6 separate regions of the Mus musculus genome follow, and all the other regions are linked to region 1. Evidence: chromatin contacts called from public promoter capture Hi-C data. All regions are on one chromosome and are shown on one strand. Each heading gives the region's core, a stretch centred on a gene start, on an enhancer-like site or on the middle of the called end of the contact. The rest is flanking DNA. Distances are from core to core; before and after follow the strand shown. Region 1 holds the start of Arhgap33 (Rho GTPase activating protein 33). Region 2 holds the start of Pnkp (polynucleotide kinase 3'- phosphatase). Region 3 holds the start of Nr1h2 (nuclear receptor subfamily 1, group H, member 2). Region 4 holds the start of Scaf1 (SR-related CTD-associated factor 1). Region 5 holds the start of Ercc1 (excision repair cross-complementing rodent repair deficiency, complementation group 1). Region 6 holds the start of Vrk3 (vaccinia related kinase 3).

What was found. Promoter capture Hi-C pulls out the DNA fragments that hold promoters and counts their contacts.
Region 2: a contact with region 1 is called in a promoter capture Hi-C map of pre-B cells. The contact joins the promoter of Pnkp here to the promoter of Arhgap33 in region 1. A contact is called at or near these places in 3 of 39 promoter capture datasets (cranial neural crest, frontonasal cranial neural crest and pre-B cells).
Region 3: a promoter capture Hi-C map of second pharyngeal arch cranial neural crest shows a contact between it and region 1. The contact joins the promoter of Nr1h2 here to the promoter of Arhgap33 in region 1. A contact is called at or near these places in 4 of 39 promoter capture datasets (cranial neural crest, frontonasal cranial neural crest, maxillary cranial neural crest and 1 more).
Region 4: a promoter capture Hi-C map of pre-B cells shows a contact between it and region 1. The contact joins the promoter of Scaf1 here to the promoter of Arhgap33 in region 1. A contact is called at or near these places in 3 of 39 promoter capture datasets (cranial neural crest, pre-B cells and second pharyngeal arch cranial neural crest).
Region 5: a promoter capture Hi-C map of pre-B cells shows a contact between it and region 1. The contact joins the promoter of Ercc1 here to the promoter of Arhgap33 in region 1. A contact is called at or near these places in 3 of 39 promoter capture datasets (cranial neural crest, maxillary cranial neural crest and pre-B cells).
Region 6: a contact with region 1 is called in a promoter capture Hi-C map of second pharyngeal arch cranial neural crest. The contact joins the promoter of Vrk3 here to the promoter of Arhgap33 in region 1. A contact is called at or near these places in 3 of 39 promoter capture datasets (cranial neural crest, frontonasal cranial neural crest and second pharyngeal arch cranial neural crest).

What each region holds. Positions count from the first base shown.
Region 1 is chr7:30,533,711-30,537,196 of GRCm38.p6, forward strand. Arhgap33 (Rho GTPase activating protein 33) reads right to left here and starts at 1,350. Exons shown (of 22, transcript NM_178252.3): 1 at 1,216-1,350; 2 at 393-502. The coding sequence starts at 470.
Region 2 is chr7:44,855,646-44,859,001 of GRCm38.p6, forward strand. It overlaps Pnkp (polynucleotide kinase 3'- phosphatase), which reads left to right and starts at 1,501. Exons shown (of 16, transcript NM_021549.3): 1 at 1,501-1,909; 2 at 2,518-2,564; 3 at 2,808-3,104. The coding sequence starts at 1,759.
Region 3 is chr7:44,552,135-44,555,577 of GRCm38.p6, forward strand. Nr1h2 (nuclear receptor subfamily 1, group H, member 2) reads right to left here and starts at 1,831. Exons shown (of 10, transcript NM_001285517.1): 1 at 1,675-1,831; 2 at 1,445-1,574; 3 at 563-620; 4 at 373-486; 5 at 1-111. The coding sequence starts at 602.
Region 4 is chr7:45,014,914-45,018,269 of GRCm38.p6, forward strand. Scaf1 (SR-related CTD-associated factor 1) reads right to left here and starts at 1,336. Exons shown (of 11, transcript NM_001008422.1): 1 at 1,167-1,336. Rras (related RAS viral (r-ras) oncogene) reads left to right here and starts at 3,029. Exons shown (of 6, transcript NM_009101.3): 1 at 3,029-3,255. The coding sequence starts at 3,103.
Region 5 is chr7:19,343,794-19,347,456 of GRCm38.p6, forward strand. Ercc1 (excision repair cross-complementing rodent repair deficiency, complementation group 1) reads left to right here and starts at 1,278. Exons shown (of 10, transcript NM_007948.2): 1 at 1,278-1,403; 2 at 1,813-1,924. The coding sequence starts at 1,820.
Region 6 is chr7:44,746,337-44,750,189 of GRCm38.p6, forward strand. Vrk3 (vaccinia related kinase 3) reads left to right here and starts at 2,293. Exons shown (of 15, transcript NM_133945.1): 1 at 2,293-2,315. Zfp473 (zinc finger protein 473) reads right to left here and starts at 2,013. Exons shown (of 5, transcript NM_001289836.1): 1 at 1,574-2,013.

The DNA of each region.
Region 1 (3,486 bases), core at 100-2,599:
TGTCCATCTAAGGCTGTTTCAGACAATTGTCTCCATCCCATCCTGTGGGCTTTCTCCATCCCATACTACACAACTATACCTGAGCTTATCCATCTCACTCTGAGATGCTTCCTGCAAGGAACTCATCTCTCCCTTTGGAAATAGGGCCCCAGGCTGACACCCTCACCCCCACCCCCGCCAATGCCCAACAGAGATCAGCACAGAGTTAGTACTGTATGTATGATTCTTCTCTGGGTCCCTGACACGCAGTGCCAATCCAGTTGCACGGCATAGACTGGGCAACTCTGATGAATAAAATAACCAGCTGCCAGATGGGGATTCGGGGATTTGCTAGACTGGGCTTTTTCCCTCCTCCGTGTCCCTGCAACCCCAAGTTCATCCCTGGGTCTCACCCTCAGAGTCTGTCCCCTGCCAGCCCATGAAGCTCCCCAAGGCAGGATGGGATCTGACTGTTTCTGTGCCTGGAGCATGGGGCCTGCACAGAGGAGGTCTCAGTGAATGTCTGTGGAGTGAGGGAATGAATGGATGAATGAGCGGGAGCAGTATGGAGGAGGGGAGATGAAGACAAGGAGATGGAGAAGCCCCAAGGCTCAAGTGGAACGGAGGCGGGAGGCGCGATGTTGGCCTCGAGTAAGGATCGGGAAGCGGCGGGAGAGACTTCGATAAAGGTTCAGATCGATGTCGGTGGAGGGATTGAGAGCGCGTGGCGTGGGATGAAAATGAAGAAGAAAAGGGTCAGGCAGGGGATGGAGTGAGATGGGGGTGGGGCTCAGGAATGAGAAAGGGGCTGTTGGGAGCAGGAGGTGGTGGTCGGGAGGGTGACTGGGGATGAGGATGCTGAGGAGGGCGCTGGAGTGGGGGCTGGTTTCCAGGGAGCCTCGGCAGACGCCTGCAGGGGGGAAGCCCTCATGGGGCGCGCGGGTCCTTCCCTGAACCAGCCCCCTTTTCTCAAGTCCGGATCCTCCGCCACTGTCACCCCTTTTTCAGGGCCCAGAAGGGGGAGGGAGGAAATGTGCGCTGAGGGGGCGGGGTCGAGGCCCGGGCCGCGACCCAGGACCGCACCGAGGTGGAGACCGTAGGGGACCGCGAGGAAGGGTGAGGGGCGGCGCGCAGGCCGCGGGCTCGGGCGGGGCCGGGGGCGGGGCGCGCAGGGCGGGGCCGCGCGGACAGACTGGCACGCGGACACACAGACTGATGGCCCCGAGGGCCCCTCACCACCATGGTCGCGGTAGCCTCCTCAGACCCCGGCGGCTTTCGAGCCCTCGTTCGCAGTCCTCGCCACCGCCGCCTCCGCCGCCATGGTGACACAAAGGGGAGGGCGTGAGGCGCGCGCGGGCGGTCGCAGGCTCCTCCCCTAACGGCTGCCGGGGGGGTCTCTGGCGCGCGCCCCATGAGGGGCGGGCCAGCGGGCACGCGGAGGCCCTTCTCATTGGCTCCAGTTTTGGCCTGAGGGCTACGCCCCGCCCACAAGGCGGCTGCTTATTGGCTTTGAGTGCTGCTCTACTTCCCGCCCCCATCCCCGCCCCGTCTCTCCAGTCCCACCCCCCGAAGTTTGACAGCGCCACGCCCATGGATGGTTGGCATTGGCTGTCAGGGCCCTCCTGAGATAAAACCCTGTATTCTTTATGCTCCGCTGCCGCCACTTCTCTCCTTAAGCAGCCTGCCCTTTCCTCCCGCGGTCGCTCCTCGGACGTGCTTCATTGGGTTCGCCTACGACTATCCCCCACAAGCAGCCTTTTCGAAATGCGGGTCCTCCAGTCCCCACGCTGTCAGTCCTGATCCTGACCCCGCCCACAAGCTTTTTGATCTCGCACACCCCGCTGTGTCCCCACCCTAGGCTCTGTGCGACTTGGCCTCCCCCTATTCACTGGACATCTTTCCTTGTTTCCCTATATTCGCTTATTTGAGGCTAGCCTTTGACATCTTTTTCTAGGAAAAGCTTCTGTATGGAATGCTATGACATTCATGCCTCTCAGAAAGCCAGGTGCAGTCTTTTTTCTTTTTTTAAACGATAGAGAAGTGCCTAGAAAGCATTGCAGCCACACCCTTTCCGGAAGGATGCTTTCACTGATCTGGACCTGAGCAGGCCTCTCGTTTCGGTAGCACGCTCCCGGTCCAGGCTTTTAAAGACTTTGATTATTTAATTCGGGGATATACCAATAATCAAAAAAAAAAAAAATACAGCCTTACCCATATGGAAGCTCAAAGGCTAGTATGAACTAGGTGATTTCGGTTTGTAATCTCAGCACTGGAAAAGTGGGTGCAGGAGAATCATGAATTTGAGGCCAGCTTGAGCTGCATAGTGAAAATCTGTCTCAAACAAACCAAATTAGGGACTGGAGAGATGGCTCAGCAGTTAGCACTGACTACTCTTCCAGAGTCCTCAGATTTCTACTCCCTGTTCCAAGCACCCACATGACTGTTCACCAGCTACAGCTCCAAGATGTCCAGAAGATGCTCTCTGTGGGCACTAGGCACACATGGAACCCCCAACATATACACAGGCAAAATACCTGTATGCATTAAATAAAAAAATTTAAAACCTCCAAATCAAAGGCTGATGGGGGAAGATAATGAACAAAATAAATATAAATATGTATCATCCGAGAGAAAAGCTAGTTGGGATGGCGAAATATGGAAAGTGCTGGGTGGGGGGAGGGAATAAGTGTAATGAGTGATGATGCTACTAAGTTTTGGGGGTGGTTTGTTACCCAGCCACAGTTAAGATGGCCTCGGTCAAGTAGGTAATCTCAGCTTAAGTGTGACTTCCTCGGGCAGCCTTCTAGTGCCCCCTCTTAACTTGATCAGGATGTTATTGTGAATATCTTCTATTGTTCCTTGTGTCTAAACAGCTACCTCCTTATTGATTCAATCAAGTGTGTGGTTTGTTCAAAAGGATGAAAACCCACATTTATCTTGTTTCTGACATAGAGAATTGCATGTCAGAAATCTATCCCATTTCCCTTCATAAATCCCATACATATATCAAAACAACATTGATCTCAGATTAAAGAATCCCAGAAACCCTGTCTTAAAAAACCAAACCAAACACACACACACACACACACAAAAACCCTCAACCTAACCCTCATCATATATAGTTGCCATCATTTTATTTATGAAAAGTTCTAAGATAGGGAAAGTTGACACCCACACATCCACCAGCTAGCTCTTATCATTAAAACATTTTACTATATTCATTTTGTCTTACATCTACTTATTGCTTTACTCACCCATCCAACTCATCTTTGGGAATGTTTCAAAACAGATTAGGCTGGGTGGGTGTGGTGGCCCACATCTGTAATCCCAGCACTTGAGGATGTGAAGGTAGGAGACTCAGTCCAAAGCCAGGCTTAGGTTACATAGTGAGTTGGAGCCTAGATCTTAAATGATCCTATTTCAAAAGACAAACCATTGCATCCATACTATCCTGGAATTTTCCTCACTTCCTTTTTTTTTTTTAATGGTTTTTCGAGACAGGGTTTC
Region 2 (3,356 bases), core at 251-2,750, about 14 Mb after region 1:
GCTTTTTGGGATGATTTCACTTTGTAGCCCAGCCTTTCTCTTCAGTTTTTGTGCTGGGATTTCCAATCTGCCCCATCATACCGAGCTTTAGCGTATTTGTCCCAGAATTAGAAGCGATTTTCCCACTTTATTGCAAAGGGACCGGCATCATAGAAGCAAAGGAAGAGTGTATAGTGATGCTATGCGCTTCAAATGCTAAGGACAAGCTGGTTTGTTTCCGCTGCTACGCAGAGGAATGATGAAGGCGCACATCTGTCATTCCATCAGCAGGGAGATGGGTTTAAGGAGGCACAGGTGTTCACGTCAGTCTAGACTTTTTGAGACCATGCCTCAAAGAACAAAAAAAACCGTGAGCAGTGGCGCACACCTCTAATTCTAGCACTTGGGAGACAGGAGCAGGTGAATCCCCTGGTATCAAAAAGTAAAACAACCCATCAATGGCCAAGTGTGATGGCATTTTCTTCCTTCCTCTCCCCCCCCCCAGCTTTTAGAGCGTGTTTTTCAAGATAGGGTTTCTCTGTGTAGCCCTGGTTGTCCTGGAGCCCTTCTGAAGACCAAGCTGTCACTAAACTGAGATCTGCCTGCCTCTGCCTCCACTTCCCCAGTTTTAGAATGAAAGACGTGCGCTGCCAACCTGTCTGTAGAGCTCTATTTTAATACTAATATTTGGAAGACAGACAGATCCCGAAATTTGAGCCCAGTTTGGGTGTATGGTGGATTAACATACACGCCAAAAAAAAAAAAAAAAAAAAAACTTGTCTGGGCTGAAAGATAACTGCAGCCGGACTTTTTGATTTCGCTCATAGAAGGGGAGGCAAGGTCATGGGACCCTGACCTTAGTACCCAGCTGTTCCTCACAAGCAACTATATGCAATTTTGCCCTAGTTGCCTGTGGTTTGGGGAGGGGCTAGAGGATACTGGTGAGGGGGAAGGGAAGGGAAGGGCTCTGTCTGTGCAGTATGAAATGAGGCTTCATTTCTGCTAGATGAAAACTGCCCCGTGTGTTTTTTTGCAGGTAGCAACACAACCACCACCACCTATGCTCTGCAAGCCCAATATAGTCGGCTTCCCCAGAATGCTCTGTGGTGGAATCATATTTCAGGTTATATATACTTCAGGCCTTTGGAGAAGGGTAGGCATTTTTTAGGTCTTCCCCAGGAGAGCAACTTCCTCTTTATTTTATTTTTGCGGTGGGGGCAGAATCTTACTATGTAGACCAGGCTGGGCTCTGCCTGCCTCTGCCTCCCAAGTACTAGGATTAATATTAAACTCATGTGCCACCATGCCTAGGAAAGAATTTTAACAAGGCTACATCCTGAGAACCTGTCTCACTAAAACATACATACATACATACATACATACATACATACATACAAGAAAATCAAAACAAAAACAAGTAACTCTAGCGTAGGGATCAAGTGACTATGGATGCGAGTGACCCCTATCCGCTCTGGCTCAGAGCGCCTCAAGCGAGTCAGGACTGCGCATGCGCCGTGGGAGGAGCCAAATTTTCGAACAGTCTTTCCCATAGCATAGATGAGCTTTGGAATGAATTCAGAAGTGACTCTACCTATATGCAATCCTCACTGCGCATTGGAACCGTTGTGGTAGCTTGGGAAACGTCGAACCCGCCCATGGGCAAGGGGCGGAATTTCCGGTGTGGCTCGCATTGGGAAAGCAGAACTTCCGGTGGCGGGTGGGTTGCCGGCTGCTGAGCAAGCTCCACTGTGATTCTGTTCCCCTTCACAGCATCCGAGGATGTCACAGCTTGGATCCCGGGGCCGCCTGTGGCTGCAGAGCCCCACCGGTGGGCCGCCCCCTATATTCCTGCCGTCGGATGGCCAAGCCCTGGTCCTCGGTCGGGGACCCCTGACCCAAGTGACGGACCGGAAGTGCTCCCGAAACCAAGGTGGGCACGGGAATGGAACTGCTGCAGAGTGGGATTGGAAGGAAGCAGGGGAGCCTATGCCTAGCCAGAAGCAAGACGAGGCATTATGGGAGGGACAGAGAGGATCTGGGAGATTGTCACCGGAGGGGAGAAGGACAACAGAGAGACGGTCGCTGGGCAGGCTACATCAGGCGGTGATGCATCAAGCCATGCCCAAGACCTCGGTCTACCCCATGTATCTCATGGGACAAAGCAGACCCTACAGATAAAAAAAATACCTGTTCTGGACAAGTCCGTGTCTCTAGCAATCCTAGGGACTCCGAAGTACCTGTTATTATTGAGGAATAAACTGGCTCGGGGGGGGGGGGGGGGGGCAGACACCCCTGTCATCCAGAGAATTGGGTGGTAGAGGCATGAGAATCAGTTCAAGCCCAGCCGCTAGTATGTAGCGAGTTCAAGGCTATCCTGGGCTACCTGTGTTGGGGGATTGAGGAAGGAAGGGAGAAAGTGCCTCTCTTACTTAAGTCCTAGGGAGAAAGTGCCTCTCTTACTTAAGTCCTAGTAGTAGACTGTAGTTGGCCACGCCCCTGTACGTGATGTAAACCCTGACTCCACCCCCTTACCCTCAGTGGAGCTGATTGCAGACCCTGAAAGCCGGACAGTGGCAGTGAAACAGGTACCAGTGTCTTGGCAGCGGGTAGCAAGGACTTGGGAGAGGGGCCGGGTAGATGACAACCCTTCAGAAGGCTGGTCAGCTTTCCGCTTTAACACCGTGCCAGACTAGAAGCCACTAACCTTTCAAAGTTCTGACTGGCCACACGAAGTGAATAGGTGGGAAGATTAAAAATTGATTGGGAGCTAAGGTATTGGATTTGGTGGGGCGGGGTGGTGCCAACCCTAGCTCCTCCTTTGTCTGCAGCTGGGTGTTAACCCGTCAACTGTTGGGGTCCAGGAGTTGAAGCCAGGACTGTCTGGCTCTCTAAGCTTGGGGGATGTCCTTTATCTGGTTAATGGCCTATATCCCCTGACCCTGCGTTGGGAAGAGCTCAGCACATCAGGATCCCAGCCAGATGCTCCACCAGACACTCCTGGGGATCCGGAGGAGGGAGAGGATACTGAGCCTCAGAAAAAGCGAGTTCGGAAATCCTCTCTTGGCTGGGAGAGCTTAAAGAAGTTACTGGTGTTCACAGCGTCTGGGGTGAAGCCCCAGGGCAAGGTGAGGCCGCCACCCCTGCTGCCACCCAGGCTAGCCAGTTAATGTAAAGTTTCCTGTGCAGCCCTGAGCTAGTCTTATCAAAGTTCCTGAGCCTCAACTGTTCTGTGCAGAGAAGACTGAGACCCCAGTGGTGCCGCCACCACTGAGGTACAGGGTACAGGTCAGGCCCTGTAATCAGTGGTGACCTTTCTTGGATCACTCTGAAATGAGGCCACAGAAAATTCACGGCCTAGTTTCCTGTGGCCACTCAGC
Region 3 (3,443 bases), core at 581-3,080, about 14 Mb after region 1:
GGAAGCCCGAAGCCTTGTCTCCGCACACGCGGCACAGCTCATGGCCCAGCATCTTCGGGGCCGGCCCCTTCTTCCGCTTGCGCTCAGGCTCATCCTCTGGCTCTAAGATGACTTGGGGTGAGCAGATGCCATGAGAGATAGCGACAAAGAGAAACAGCAGCCGGGGAACGGGCCATGGGAGGTCCCGAAGCGAGGGTGAGAGGACGGGGCTGCAACGCCAAGGGAAAGATCTGCAGGTCGGCGGGCTCCGGAGGACGAGTCGGCGGTGTCAGGGAGAAAAGGAAGGGAAAGCGGACCAAAAGACAGGGGCCACCATCTCCCCGCCCTTCCTTCACAAAGCCCCACACCCCTGTTCCTGTCTCCCCATCTCACCCACGATGTAGGCAGAGCTGGACCCTTCAGAGCCTGGAGGAGGATCAGTCTCCTGCCCCTCTTCCTTAATAGTGGGTGACGTGGCGGAGGTACTGGGCTGAGGAGAACCATTCCCTAGGAAAAGGAAGACAGGACAGTGAGCTTCTCCAACACTGTGGAAGGGGCTGGCTAGGGAAAGCCCGTCACTCACCAGGCACGGGAGTGTCCAGAGAACTTGTGGGGGAAGACATAGTGGGTCACGAAGCAGCCTGCTGAACATAGGGGAGCCAGCCAATTACAGGGCATAATAGGGGTGTCTCTTCTTCCAGTGCTCACGGACTCTTGAGACATGATCTCATACAGCTCAGGCTACCCGAACTATGTGGCTGAACAGCTTGAACCACCTCCAAAATCTTGGAACACACTACTCTAGGCTGTCCTGGGATCTTCCGCACTCCTGCCTCGGCCTCTCAAGTGCTGCCATTACAAGACTGTGCCACACCTCAGTGTTTTTAACTTCTATATTGAGCCCCCACTCCCAGCCCTAGTTCCTAATAAACATCACACACTTTAACATGCCCAACCCGGCCCACTGCTCCTTCCACCTCTCTACGAATCATGACCTCAGAGAGCCCAACAACTCTATTCCTCTTCTGTGAGCACCAACTGTGCTCTTATCATGGGAGATCCTAACTTTGCCCCGCCTCTCCCATCAGGGCGCAACCATTACCCTTCTACCATAGGCTCCTTCAAGGCTTTAACGCACCCCAATACAGACCCCAGACCCTACCCATCCCATCAAGTCCCTGGCCCCACCCCTTCCCACTCTGGAGCAGAAACCCAAATTCCGCCCCGTTCCTCCTAGGCTCCGCCCCTCTCATTCCCCCAAAGCCAATTATAGGTCTTCACTGTGCCACGCCCTCCATGCCTCTGCCCCTCCCAATCCCCCCCAACAGTGGTCTAGGCCCCGCCCCAAGAATCAAAAGCCTTTAATCACAGACTATCTACAGCAGGCCTTCTGCCCATCTGTGTCCCGCCCCCGCCCACCAACCATAGGCTTTCCCTACGCCCCGCCCCGTAGAGTCACGCCCACCTTGTTCCAGGCCCCGCCCCTCTCCGTGCACCAGGGGGAGGCGGGGCTCATGACTGCACCGGCGATCGGGAGGGGGGTCGCAGGGGGTCTCCGACTCTGTTGCCCTGGAAACGGCCGTGGGAGGCGAGAGCTGCGAGGAAAGTGAGGGAAGGATGCGCGCGCTAAGCGGGACCCACGGCGATCCGCGTACCGGGCTCAGTCCCACCTGCCCGGCCGCCCGGCGCACTTGCCTCTGTGTCCGCACCGGTGATTGTGCCTCCACAGCACTTTGGAAGTAACTTCAGAAGCCTGGGAGTAGCTCGAAGCAACAGCGCTTGCTGAGCGAAAAGCAAAAGTAACTTCGCCACTTCTTCCGGCAACCCCGCTGCGCGTCACTTCCGGAAGTAGGCGGACCGGGAAAGGTGACAGACTTCCGGTCTGCCAGGGCGCCACCGACTGTGAGGCCTCGGCCGGAAGTGGCACACCGGAAGTTTATTTCTTCTGGTAGTTCCCCTCTGGGACTCAGAAAAAAGTTCCGGAAAGTTCTTTCGTTTCTTTTCGCAGGTGGCTAACGAAGCAGGTTTTAACCTTTTTGAGTAGTTTAAAGTTCTCTACTTTTGTAGCGGTGCTGCATGGCTGCTTTTTAAAAAAATTTTTGTCTTGATTTTGAGACAGGATCTCTTATTTCAAGGGTGGCCTTAAACTTCTGAGCCTGTTGCCTTTACCTCCCCATTATTGCGGTAGCAGCTCCTCTTCCAGCCCTGTATGTTGGTTCTAAATATTTTAAATTTGGAGATGGCAAGATGGTTACAGGATGGTTTTAAGCCTAAAAAGCTTAAAGGCTTTTCATACCTTAAACTTCTCCAGCTCAGGGCTTGGGCTGCCCTTCCCTTTATAATCCAGCCGATTTGGTTACTGGGTCCTTTACTCTCCTGGCTCGCCTCTCTCTCCTTCTCCTTCTCCTCCTCCTCACATGTCCTGATTCTGGATCTTGTTCACTTTGGACTCTCTTGATGTCCCCGCCTCGGGAACTTTTTTTTTTTTTTTTAAGATTTATTTATTTATGTATATGTGAGTACACTGTAGCTGTCTTTAGACACACCAGAAGAGGGCATCAGATCTCATTACGGATGGTTGTGAGCCACAATGTGGTTGCTGGGATTTGAACTCAGGACCTTCAGAAAAGCAATTGGTGCTCTTAACTGCTGAGCCATCTCTCCAGCCCAGGAACTTTTTTATACAAGAATTTATTTTTGCATTCAGCTTCATAATAGGAAGAAGTAAATATAAAAAAGGCAAATTGGGTGCAGACCCATGCCTGCAATAAGCAAACAGACCCAGGCAAGGCAAGAGGATTGCTTTTAGTTGGAAGCCAAATTGAGCTAGGAAGTGAGACCTGGCCATCAGCTAAATGTGAATAAACAAGTAGCCTCAACCCCTCTCCCATAAAAGTAATAATACCAGCTTTTTCACAAAAGATTGAAATACTTGTGTGAATCTCAGATGGAAAACATTCAGAGATTGTTTCTCCGCACTCCCCACTTATGGACAGTTGGGAATCTTTATTAAGCACAAATTCTTGCTTTTACTTAACTTTTGTTGCTGTTGTTCTTGGTTTTGTTTTGTTTTGTTTTTTGTTGTTGTTGTTTTGGTTTTGTTTTGTTTAGGTTTGGTTTTTTCGAGACAGCGTTTCTCTGTATAGTCCTGGCTGTCCTGGAACTCACTTTGTAGACCAGGCTGGCCTCGGACTCAGAAATCCGCCTGCCTCTGCCTCCCAAGTGCTGGGATTAAAGGCGTGCGCCACCACCGCCCGGCCACTGTTGTTCTTGTTGATTTGTTTGTTTTGCAAGGCAGGGTTTCTTTGTGTAGCCATGGCTGTCCTAGAACTGCTTCTGTAGACCAGGCTGGCCTTCATCTCCTAAGAGAGTTGGCCAAGGCCTCTGCCTCCCATGTGCTAGGATTAGAAGTGCATACCACCACTACCTGGTTTAACCCCCACCCCCTTTTAAAAGCATGGTCT
Region 4 (3,356 bases), core at 86-2,585, about 14 Mb after region 1:
GTGATCCCTCAATTACAGGGCTCTGGGAGCAATTTAGTGATTCACAAACAGCTCATTACACAAAGTACATAAAACATAATGGAAAATACTTTCCAAGTTTCAAATGGAACCATGAGTTTGCAGGACTGGAGTAATATTAGTAAAATACATATGTTGGCATGCACTTAATCTCATCGAATAATGCATTTTTTCCCTTCCTATCAAGGTCAAGTTGCAGAGCACTGCACTAGATGATCCCAGACAGCTCTACAGACCCTCAGGAATGATTCTAACTCCTCAGCATGGGGACAACACAGGTTCTTTTTTGTTTGAAACCATTTTCTTTTTAATTACTTTCTGAAAGGCAAGTACATTTGAGCTGGATAAAATTCCCAGCGTTTTCTGTTATTATTCTCTACACATTTATCTACTCTTCAAAAGCACTTGAATTTCCTCCAAGACATAGACTGTATTCTTGCAATCATTGGACGATTCTAGTTCCTTCAAACTACCCCACCCTACCCCACCCACCCCTATCTCCGAGTCACCCCCACATAAAACACTTCCCAGACCTTAGCGACTCATTTATGCCTCTGGGCACATCACAAAGCTTGCTTCCCTCTCCCTAGGTGGGAGTACATCTCTTTCTTCCAGGTGGACCTTAACACTTCCTAGTCCTTGAAGAGAGCTTCCAGGCCTCATAAATGGTCCCAGATCCATGTAGATGAGCCGAATGCAGAGGCCAGCATGAGGAGAGACTTCCCAGCCCTAACAAATACACCCCAGTGAACTAGGTGACTCTGCAGACCCCCTTAACTCCTGGGGGAGTGAAGATCTCAAGATGGCCCCAAAAGCCTCTCAACAGACCCTAGCCTACGGTCGCACATAAAAACCATCTACGGCGCCTGCAGACGTGTCCAGGCTCAGCAATGGGAAGGAGGGCCGGCCTAGTCGCGGTCCAGGCCATACGAAAGCCCTCTGGCACCCACGGGCGCGTCCGGGGCCCTAAGAAGGCCCCCTACTCAGAGACTGCCTTGGCCGCTGCAGCCGGGTCCGAAGGTGCCACGCTACGCTCTCCAGGCCCCGTGGCATACGGGCGACACTCGGAGACGACTAGCGACCCGACTCCGCCCCGCCCACCCCGATAGGCCCGAGCCCCGCGGCCCGGACCGCCGCCGCCATCTTACCCCGCCGCTCGGGCTGCGGCTCCGGTCCCGGCGCGGGGCGGGGCGGAATGGGGCGGGGCTCGCGATTTGAGCTGGGGAAGGGCGGAACCAAATTGCCGCGGCGCTTGCCGGGATTTCAAGTACCCAGCTGGGTTTCCGAAAGGCCGGCAGCACCGGAGGCGACTCCGTTTCCCAGAAATCAATGCGTCACATGGAGGTGGAGTGCGCGCGCTGGATGCCGGGAGATGTAGTCCGTGTGAAGACTCCGTCACGCGGGGGACAGTGTACGGGGTGAGAGGTGAAGTGGGCGGGGCTGCTGGAGCGCGCGGTACGACCCCCCTCAGTGTCCTGCGTGCGCGGGGAAAAAGGCGGCGGATCAGGAAGTGATGTAAAAAAGGCGCTCCGTTGTTGAGATCCATGGGAATTGTAGTTCAATTAAGATGGACGCTACCCCGCCCATGGTCGTCCTTTCTGAATATGAAACCCTTCTAATTTTTTTCTCCTATAAATCCTAAGAAGATTTTTTTGAGACGCTGTCTTATGTATCTCAGACGGGCTTGGAACTTGCTGCTGTCTTTCTGCTTCTGTTTCCCCAGTGCTGGGACTCGTCAGTTATCATGCCCAGCTTCTAAAATTATTTATTGGGGGGGGGGAACTAGAGATTGAATTTAAATGCTCATACATGGTAGACAAACGTTCTATGTTATCACTAAACTATATCTATAGTCCTCTTTTCGTTTGTTTGTTTTGAGATAAGTTCATTCTAAGATGTCCAGAATAGGCTTTAACTTAAAATAATCTCCATTAAATTCAGAACTCAGGAGTCAAACCAGAGCTCCTTTACTCAGGACAGGAAAATCCAAACTCTGAGTCTTCTGGTTCAGAGCAGATGAGTGAAGACTCATTTCCCTCTTCCTTGGGACTCTGGAATTTCAATCCTCTTCCCTTTCAGGACGTCAATACCATATCTTACATAAATGTAAGTGCTAAATTCTTCCACAACCCTCCCGGAGCACTCATGCCCTCGAACTCAGAATTCTGGGTCCCCAGACTCTCCATCCTTTGGCCCCATGAGTCCAGACTCCCAGCTTTCCCAGTAGTAGTAAGGAGCCCCTCCCGACCCCCTGGACCGGAGTCGGACCGGAGAAATCTAAGTCTCTAACTCAATACTCTCGTAGGAACCAGTGTCTGAGCTATCAACCGCATCCTTCCAAAGCCCAGAAATCCTGGCTGTCGGCCCTTCTAGACCCGGACTTCCCGACTAGGATGAACTGGCTCATGGATTAGGAATGTGGTGATCTCACAGCCCGTCCTGCCCAGTTACCCTGCTGTCCCCCTCCAGGGCCCCAGCTCCCCTCCCAGTCTATCTTCCGTTTGGCTGGGACAGCGGGAACCGGAAGCCTAAGTCCATAGACAGGCCGAGACGCCAGCCTCTAGAACGAAGCTGGGGCAGAGAACTTGGCGACAATCCCAGGGAGGAGGCGGAGATTAATTTTGAGACCTGTGCTGTCCTAAGATCTCCCTATATACGGCCCTGAGAAGGAGCCCCAAGCCACACCTACCAGAAACAGTGGTCCTTAGATAATAACTACCGCAACATTTAATTTGCATATCCCCGCCCCGAAGAAAACTTTTTCGCCCAAAGATGGGGTTTATTAGCATAGCTCCTCCCAAAGGCGGACTGCAGGAGGAGAGCTCGTGGCTGTGCTTAGGGTGGACACAGGGTCATTAGCATATCCCCACCCCTCTTGGAATTCCCCGTTTTTGCAACCTTGTTTCCCCTACCCTTATTAGTCTAGCTCCTCCCTCACTCTGGCCTCGCCTCCTCCAGAAGCATCCGGAGACTCGTGTCCTCTGGCCAAAGCTCATGTTTATGCAGTATTATTAGCATAACCCACCCCTTGGTCTCTCCTGACTCCCCCTAGGCGGTAGCGGCGGCAGCAGCAGCGGTGGCGACATGAGCAGCGGGGCGGCGTCCGGGACTGGGCGGGGGCGGCCCCGGGGCGGGGGGCCGGGACCCAGGGACCCCCCGCCCGGCGAGACTCACAAGCTGGTGGTCGTAGGCGGCGGCGGCGTGGGCAAGAGCGCGCTGACCATCCAGTTCATCCAGGTAGTGGGCCCTCACCGGGGAGGGTTTCCCCGAGATCGAGACTTTGAGCCCTTTGGGTTCCCTGAAACTTTCGCTTCTCCCAGAACCATCATTAAGACCCT
Region 5 (3,663 bases), core at 28-2,527, about 11 Mb before region 1:
CACTCTGTAGGTCATGCTGTCCTCGAACTCACCGAGATCCGCCTGTCTCTGCCTCGTGTGTTGGGATTAAATGTGTGAGCCATTTCGCCTGGCTACTATTAATAGTTCTGTTTTGTATCACACTTCCAAAGGCCTGGGGCCATGGCTCAATAGTAGTGTCTCTGCCTAGAATTCACAGCGTAGGCATGTGCTTGTACACACACACACACACACACACACACACACACACCTCACAACTAGGAAAACATTAAAAAAGATATAGAGGGATTACATATGATGACCTTTGGGCGTGCCCTCTCTCAATACACGAAGACCAAAAGAAAATGGAGAATACGTTGGTAAATGCATGCAAAATTTTAAATGGAGAATTTTTAAAAGTATGAACTCGAAGGAAAGATTTGCAGCCTAATGAAGTGACTAACAGCATCAGCCCTTAAGCATCACTCCAACAAATGGGCGGTAATCAAAAGATGCTCATCTCCTTTTCCTCCCCCTTTTTAATTTAAAAAACCGTTGAATTGCTCATTTCGAAAAAATGGGCAAAGGATATGAGCCAATCTTTGTTAAAAGGAATAGGCAAAGGAAATGAGCAAGAACAAAAAATATATAAGACCATTAAACTATTTCCTTAGCAATCACAGAACTACAAGTTGGAACGGGGTGAAACTGTCCTTCCAGGAAATGAGTCATACTAAGTCATTCATGGGGCCCAGGTCTCGGAACACAGGTGTCCCTTCCTTCAGGAAGCCCGTCCTCACACCCCAGCTGGGTCAGGTGCCCCCTAACACGGGCTCAATGTCCTCTGGGCTCTCCCTTCCCGACCCTGCCCGCTCTGGGTTGTCCCTGTCTGACTGTCCCACTGGACTTTAAGCCACAGCTGTCGGTATCAGTCCCTGCTTGGGATGCAAGTGGGGAATGGCTTAGAATGAGTGAGTCAATGTCTGTGGGCTGAGTCCACCCACGCTTACAGGGAGGGCGTCCTCTGAAATCTCACCTCCCTCCTCTCTCTCTCTCTCTCTCTCTCTCTGTCTCTCTCTCTCTTTGTCTCTGTCTCTCTCTCCTTTCCTCCTTTCCCTCCCCCACCTCCTTTGATCATCACTGAGCCGGATCTGGAGTCTGGGAAGCGCTCAAGAGGGCCTTGGAACACAACTACTTGAAGTCAAAGTCTCCCAGGTACCAAGATGCACAAGCTTCCATCCGCCCCAAACCACAGCGGTCCTCCAGGACCATAGAGAGCAGCGCGAATAGAGTTCCCCGCTCTAACTCCTCCGGGGAGCAGCGAGACGAGCGAAGGGCCAGAGCGGCCGGAAGTGAGTCTAGCAGGAGTTGTGCTGGCTGTGCTGGCGTTGTGTCGCCTCTGTTTCCCCCCGTGGTATTTCCTTCTAGGCATCGGGAAAGACCAGGTGAGTTTTGGCAGTGCTTAGACGCAGAGCTAGGACCGAGAGGGACAGGGTGGAGGTGGATGGAGGCCGGGGATTGATGATTGGCAGCGGAAGAAGCCAATCATTGCGGAGGCTGAGACTAGGCCGGGACTGGGCGAGGCGAAAGCATCCAGGTGTGCCCCTGGGGGCGGGGCCAATTGCCTCTGAGCGAGTGTCGTGCGGGAGTAATAGCAGGTAGGCGGGGCTATAAGACCCGTAGACCAATCCGGAGTGAGAAGGAGGAAAGGGGCGGGCCCACTGGTTGGTCCTCTGGAACCTAACGCTAGCGAACCGGGCAACCTTTTGTGGGATGGGGTGGGGATACCACTGTGAGCCAGAGTTTCCCTCTGGAATATGGAAATGCCTACGACGATGTCGCCACGCCTTTCAGGCCCCAGATGGACCCTGGGAAGGACGAGGAAAGTCGGCCACAGCCCTCAGGACCACCCACCAGGAGGAAGTTTGTTATCCCACTGGAGGAAGAAGAGGTGCCCTGTGCAGGGGTAAGAGCGAAGACTTGGGGGCTCTTGGGAGTTAAAAGGATCCCTGGGACTACGGTGTGAGTTTAGGCTTGGGTTGCTTTGGAAAAATAACCTGCCATGCTCTGCAATCCTCGGTTTGCCCGTTGGTAAAATGGCATGACAGGGTGGTTAAGGGAGAGGCTGGCAGCTGGGCAATGGCCAGTGATAGCTTTTGTTTGTTTAGTTTGGGTCTTCGATTGGGTCACATGTTTCCTGGGCTAGCCTTGAAATTGATGTGTAGCTAGGGTTGGCCTTAAATCCAGTTCCTCCCATCTCCACTTCCCAAGTGCTGAGGTTATAGCAATGGAACATCCTTTTGTTTTTTGTGTGGATGTTTTGCATGCCTGTATGTCTGTGCACTACATGCATGTAGACCTGCAGAGGCCAGAAGTCATTGGCTCCCCTAGACCTGGAATTGAATCCAGATCCTCTTGAAGAGCAGCCAGTGCTCTTAACTGAGAAGGCATCTCTCTGGCCTCTAAAACATGTCTTTGTGCTGTCTGTACACACATGGATGAGTGCTGTGAAGCTCCTGTGAAGGGCAAAAGATAACCCGTGGGACTTGATTTTATCCTTGTACTGTGTAGATCCTCAGGACTGAACTGAGTGAGGTCACGAAGCTGGCAAGTACCTTTACCCACTGAGCCATCTTGCCTGCCCCCCCTTCCTTCTTTCTTTTCTTTTCTTTCTTTTTTTCTTTCTTGAGCCTTGCTATGACCTAAAACTTGCAGCAATCCTCCTGTCTCCATCTCTCAAGTGATAGGAACTTCCAGGTGCATTTCACAACACTAAACTCAGCTATGGGTTTTGTATAAGCAGTATTCTGGGTTTTCAAGTTATGGATTTGGATCTGACCTTTTTCTGTTATTATTTTGCTTTGTTTTTACATTTCTTTATGTAGTGTGGGTTGGGGGTGTACTTGCCAGGGCATTTGTGTGGAGGTCAATTCTCTGCCTCCATCTGGTAACTTTCAGGCTTCAAGCTTAGGTGTCAGGCACCACTGTCCCCTGAGCCGTCTCCTTGGCTCTGGATTTGACATTTAAGAGTTGGAAACTGGCTGTTTGTCTGTCTATCTATCCATCTATCTAAGTTTTTTTGATTTCTCTGTGTAGCCCTGGCTGTTCTGGATCTCACAGAGCTCTGCCTCTCTCTGCTTCCCAAGTGCTAGGATCAAAGGTGTGCGGCCACCACCAAAGGCTAGAAATGGAAGTTTTTGTCCTCTAAGAAAAAGAAATTGGTGATCTAAAGAGATGGCTCAGCACTTAAATGCATTAGTTGCTCTTGCAGAGGACCCAGGTTCAGTTCCCTAACATCCATATGGTGGCTTACAACCGGCTGTAATTCCAGTTCCAGGGGATCCAGTGCCCTCTTTTGACCACTGAGGGCAACCAAGAATGTACATGGTGCATGTATATACATGCAGGCAAAACACTCAATACTAATAAAATAAGAATTTAAAAGGAAACATGGAAGCTGGTTAGATGAGGCATTCACTAAGGTTGCTTGGGCCGTTTTTGTTTGGTTTTGGTTTTGAGATAGGCATTAAATATATGAGCCAGGGCTGAAGAGATGGCTTAATGGTTAAGAGCGCTGACTGCTCTTCCAGAGGTCATGAGTTCAAATCCCAGCAACCACATGGTGGCTCACAACCATCTATAATGGGTGGGATCTGATGTCCTCTTCTGGGGCGTCTGAAGAGAGCTACAGTGTACTTATATATA
Region 6 (3,853 bases), core at 1,043-3,542, about 14 Mb after region 1:
TATTCACAAGTTCAAATACAAGTTTCCTTGGTTGTCTTTTAACAATGGACTTAAGGTTGTTTCTCATTTTACTATATATATACATATGTAAATATATATATATACATATATATATATATATATATATATATATATATATATACATATGTAGAAATATATGTACGTACACATTCAGTATCCTAGACAGAAAAAAAAAATCCCTTCTTGCTCCTTCTGCTCCATGAAAAGTTTTTGTCCTCCTTAAGCTCATCTTAAAGACTATTCATGCTGTTAACAAATTTATCTCTTTTATAAACTTACAAACTACAGGAAACCCACTCCAATCTACTTCTTATGGACTAAATAGTCTCCATCCAGGTAAGTACACCTGCCAAGCAATAGCCTACGTTCTCACTGGCTACCTATTCCAGAGGGTGAGATTGCTCTCCTGTTCCTGGGATTGGGACTCCTCTTACCCCAAAGACCTAATTTTTTTTCTCCCAAACGTACTTAACTTTATTCTCTACCTCCTGTGTGTGTGTGTGTGTGTTTCAGCATCTTGCCAAATCCAAGCGTTTACTCAAAATCTACACATAAGACAGCTCCAGAGAAACAACCCATAGATGCTCCAATTTTCTCTTACAGCCACAGATACTTCTACTGGACCTGCTCCTTCTGATCTATCCACAGTTGGTTCCACAGACCCTGAGCAGCAAGGACACAGCCAATTCTCCTAAGACTTCACCAACATCCCCACCCCCATCTTCTTAGGTTTCCCAGAGACACACTGCCCCAATAACAACAGAAAGTTAGCTAAAGATCATGATGACCCTATTTTTTGCTTCACCGTTGCCTCTTTCTAATTTTTCCTTTTTTAAAATTAAACCAAAACAAAGGAATGTTAGCATTTCTTCTACACTCCACTCCACAGTTACCTGGCAAAAGCCAGGTATGCCTGACTCACTATAAAAGGGGCTGCTTGCCCCTCAGTCCCCACACTCTCTTCCTTCTCTGTCCCTTCTTGCCCTATTCCCCTCTCTCTACACGTGTTCATGGCCGGCCTCTACTCCCTCTCCCTACCTTTCTCTGTCTCTACTACCTCTCAACTCCCCTCCCCATGCCCTAAATAAACTCTATTCTACACTATACCCACTGTGGTTGGTACCTCAAGGGGAAGGGATGCCTCAGCATGGGCCCGCAGAGGCACCCCCTTCCCCAGCACCATACCTCGCCCTACCAAACATATCCCTGGCTTCCCTGGCTTTTTAAATAGAACATAACAGTATATATTTGAGATGCTCAAATAATAGATACAAATAATCTTTCCTTTTAAATTTGTTTATGACTGCTTCAAAGTGCTATGTGTGTACACCTAAGTGCCTTTAGAAGCCCAAGAGGGGGTTTGATACCCCGAAACTGAAGCAATAGATGTCTCTGGGCCATTATTGTAGGTATTGGTCGCGAGAGGAAACCCCCGCTTAAGAGCCGGGCCTACGCCCGGCTGTGAGCACTCAAGGGTTCAGCATTCTGTCAGGGCCTCCCACCCCGGCCACAGAGGACTAAGGCCATGGGCGCCTGGGCTTAGTCTCCGTACCTCGGCATGGCTCCGTGTCTCCGTACCTCAGCATGGCTGGCAACCCAAAGAACATATGCTTTCCAGGATCCCAAGAAAACCCAACTCCTCATGAGGAGGGCTCCCTCAGAGTACAGGGGGAAATTCCTCCGAGGAAGTTCCGGTTCCAGAAACTTCTCCTCAAATTTATCCCACCCAGGTAACTCCGCGCCAAATTCCAGGACCCACCACCTGTGGTCTCCACCCACTGAGCCCTCTAGGAAGTAGAGAGGAAACAGATTCATGGCTAAGTGACACCAAGGTTGGATGGCCCACTACCCTGTTATAGGACTACTTTCACCTTCTACACCCCGAAAATTCCATTTGGAGGTGACAGCGGGTTGCCATAGATACAGTTTGAAGGCAAAACTGAGATTACAGAGAGAGCACAGAAGCAAGGAGAGTTTAAAAATGACAACAGGACCTTTGATTGGTGGCTGTCACGTATTTCATCAAGATTGACGTCAGACATGCGCAGTAGAAGGAAAAGCCCGCCCCAGAGAAGGCCGAATAACGGTGAGCAATTAGGGGGATGGACTAATCAGGCGTGTCGCTCAGGCTTCTGGGAAATGGAGTTTCCAGCAGGGCACAGCTTGTCCGGATGCCCTGTATTAGAGGAAATAGGCCGCGTCTGCTCGCTGCTGTCGCACGGCCGGTGGGGGATGCGCGCGCAGCCCCTCCTTCACCCTCCCTCCCCGGAAGTTTCTGCGGGGCAACTGTAAAGGTGAGTCCAAGTTTCTGCTCCGGATCGGAGTGAGAGTCCGGGCCGTGAGAAACCCCGGCGCCCACGGCTTTTTCACAAGTACAGTGATGAGGAGCCGCTCGCCCGGCAGCCTGTGACGTCACTGCCTGAGGAAGGCGGAGGCCGACCAAGGCTGGGGTTCGGGGGCGGGAGTGGGGGGAGCACCCACTTCCTCTGTTTTGCTGGGAAGGTGTTGGGCGGAGCCTGTGAGGAATGTCAGACACTCCGCCTCCGCCTCCACGGGTACCTCGTCACTGGTTTCTTTGGGATTGTGGGGCCCGGTCCAGTCTCTGCTACTTAGGGAAGTGTTAGTCCCACACCTGTGGAATTTAGCCTTTGGTACTCTGCTGTGCTGCGTTCCTGCAACAGGAGCATAGATGGTAGCAAGCTGATGGTCATACGTAGGATAAATGAACTAAACAAATGGGTGCATAATAAAAGCCGACTTGAGTATCAGTAGTCGGAACTGAATGTGCAGCCTTAGACAGGAGACCTCAACACTCAAGATCCGAGCACTTACTGTATGCAAGGATCTGTGCAACAGACACTTATTGTATTATATACCCGAACTGCCACCTCCCCTAGGAGTAGCTCTAAACTCAGCAATGTTCTAGCACTTGGGAGGCTGAGTCAGGAGGATTTTTGAGAATAGTGAATTCCAGGACAGCCCAGGATGGACTACATAGTAATGGGCACCTCAGTTTAATTAAAGCTGGATGTACGCTTGGGTAAGTTTCAAATGCTGGGGGATCAAAAGTTCAAGGTCGGCCTAAGCTACATGAAACACTGTCTTTAAAAAAAGAATCCAGCCCTGCCTAAGGACTGGAGAGTTGGTTCAATATTTGAGTGCTTACTGTCTTCCGGAGGACTCAAGTTGGTTCCCAGTTCATGACTGCCTGTAACCCTAGTTCTAGGGAATTAGGGATTGGCCTTCACACGGGTTCATATGCACATAACTGTAGTGAAAATTCTGGAATTTTCATTTCTTTAAAAAAAACACAGAAATATAAGAATATGTTTTTGTTTCAATCCCAGGAGTGGGGCTATGGGGCTGCTTCTCCGCAGCTGACTAAGCTTTGCCTCCTGCTCCAGCAGCTCATGATTTTGCCAGCTGCACATAGTTTCTACAACTGTGTGACGTTTGGAATTCTGGGAACTTCTCAGAGAGTCTGTAAATACTAGGGCCTCAACTGGGTACCGTGAGAGTTGTTTGGTGGGGGTGGGGGATGGGGGGGGTATTGCAGTTTGTTAGTAGTTGTGCTCAAAGAAGAAATTAGATTCAGAGTTCTTGATCTCTCTCCCTCTGTCCTTCTTTCTCTCCTACCTAGGGATAGGGGGTGAAATGGGAAGGGGAGAATAAAGGCAGGAAAAAGAACTCACAAAGTAGCAAAGACCTTTTACACATACCCACATGCAAACACACACATACTCAAAATTAAAGATCATAAAGATGGATGTTTTTAAATTCTGCACAACTAGTTTACATTCTAACGTTGGTTGAGGTGCCAGACAGAAATTGC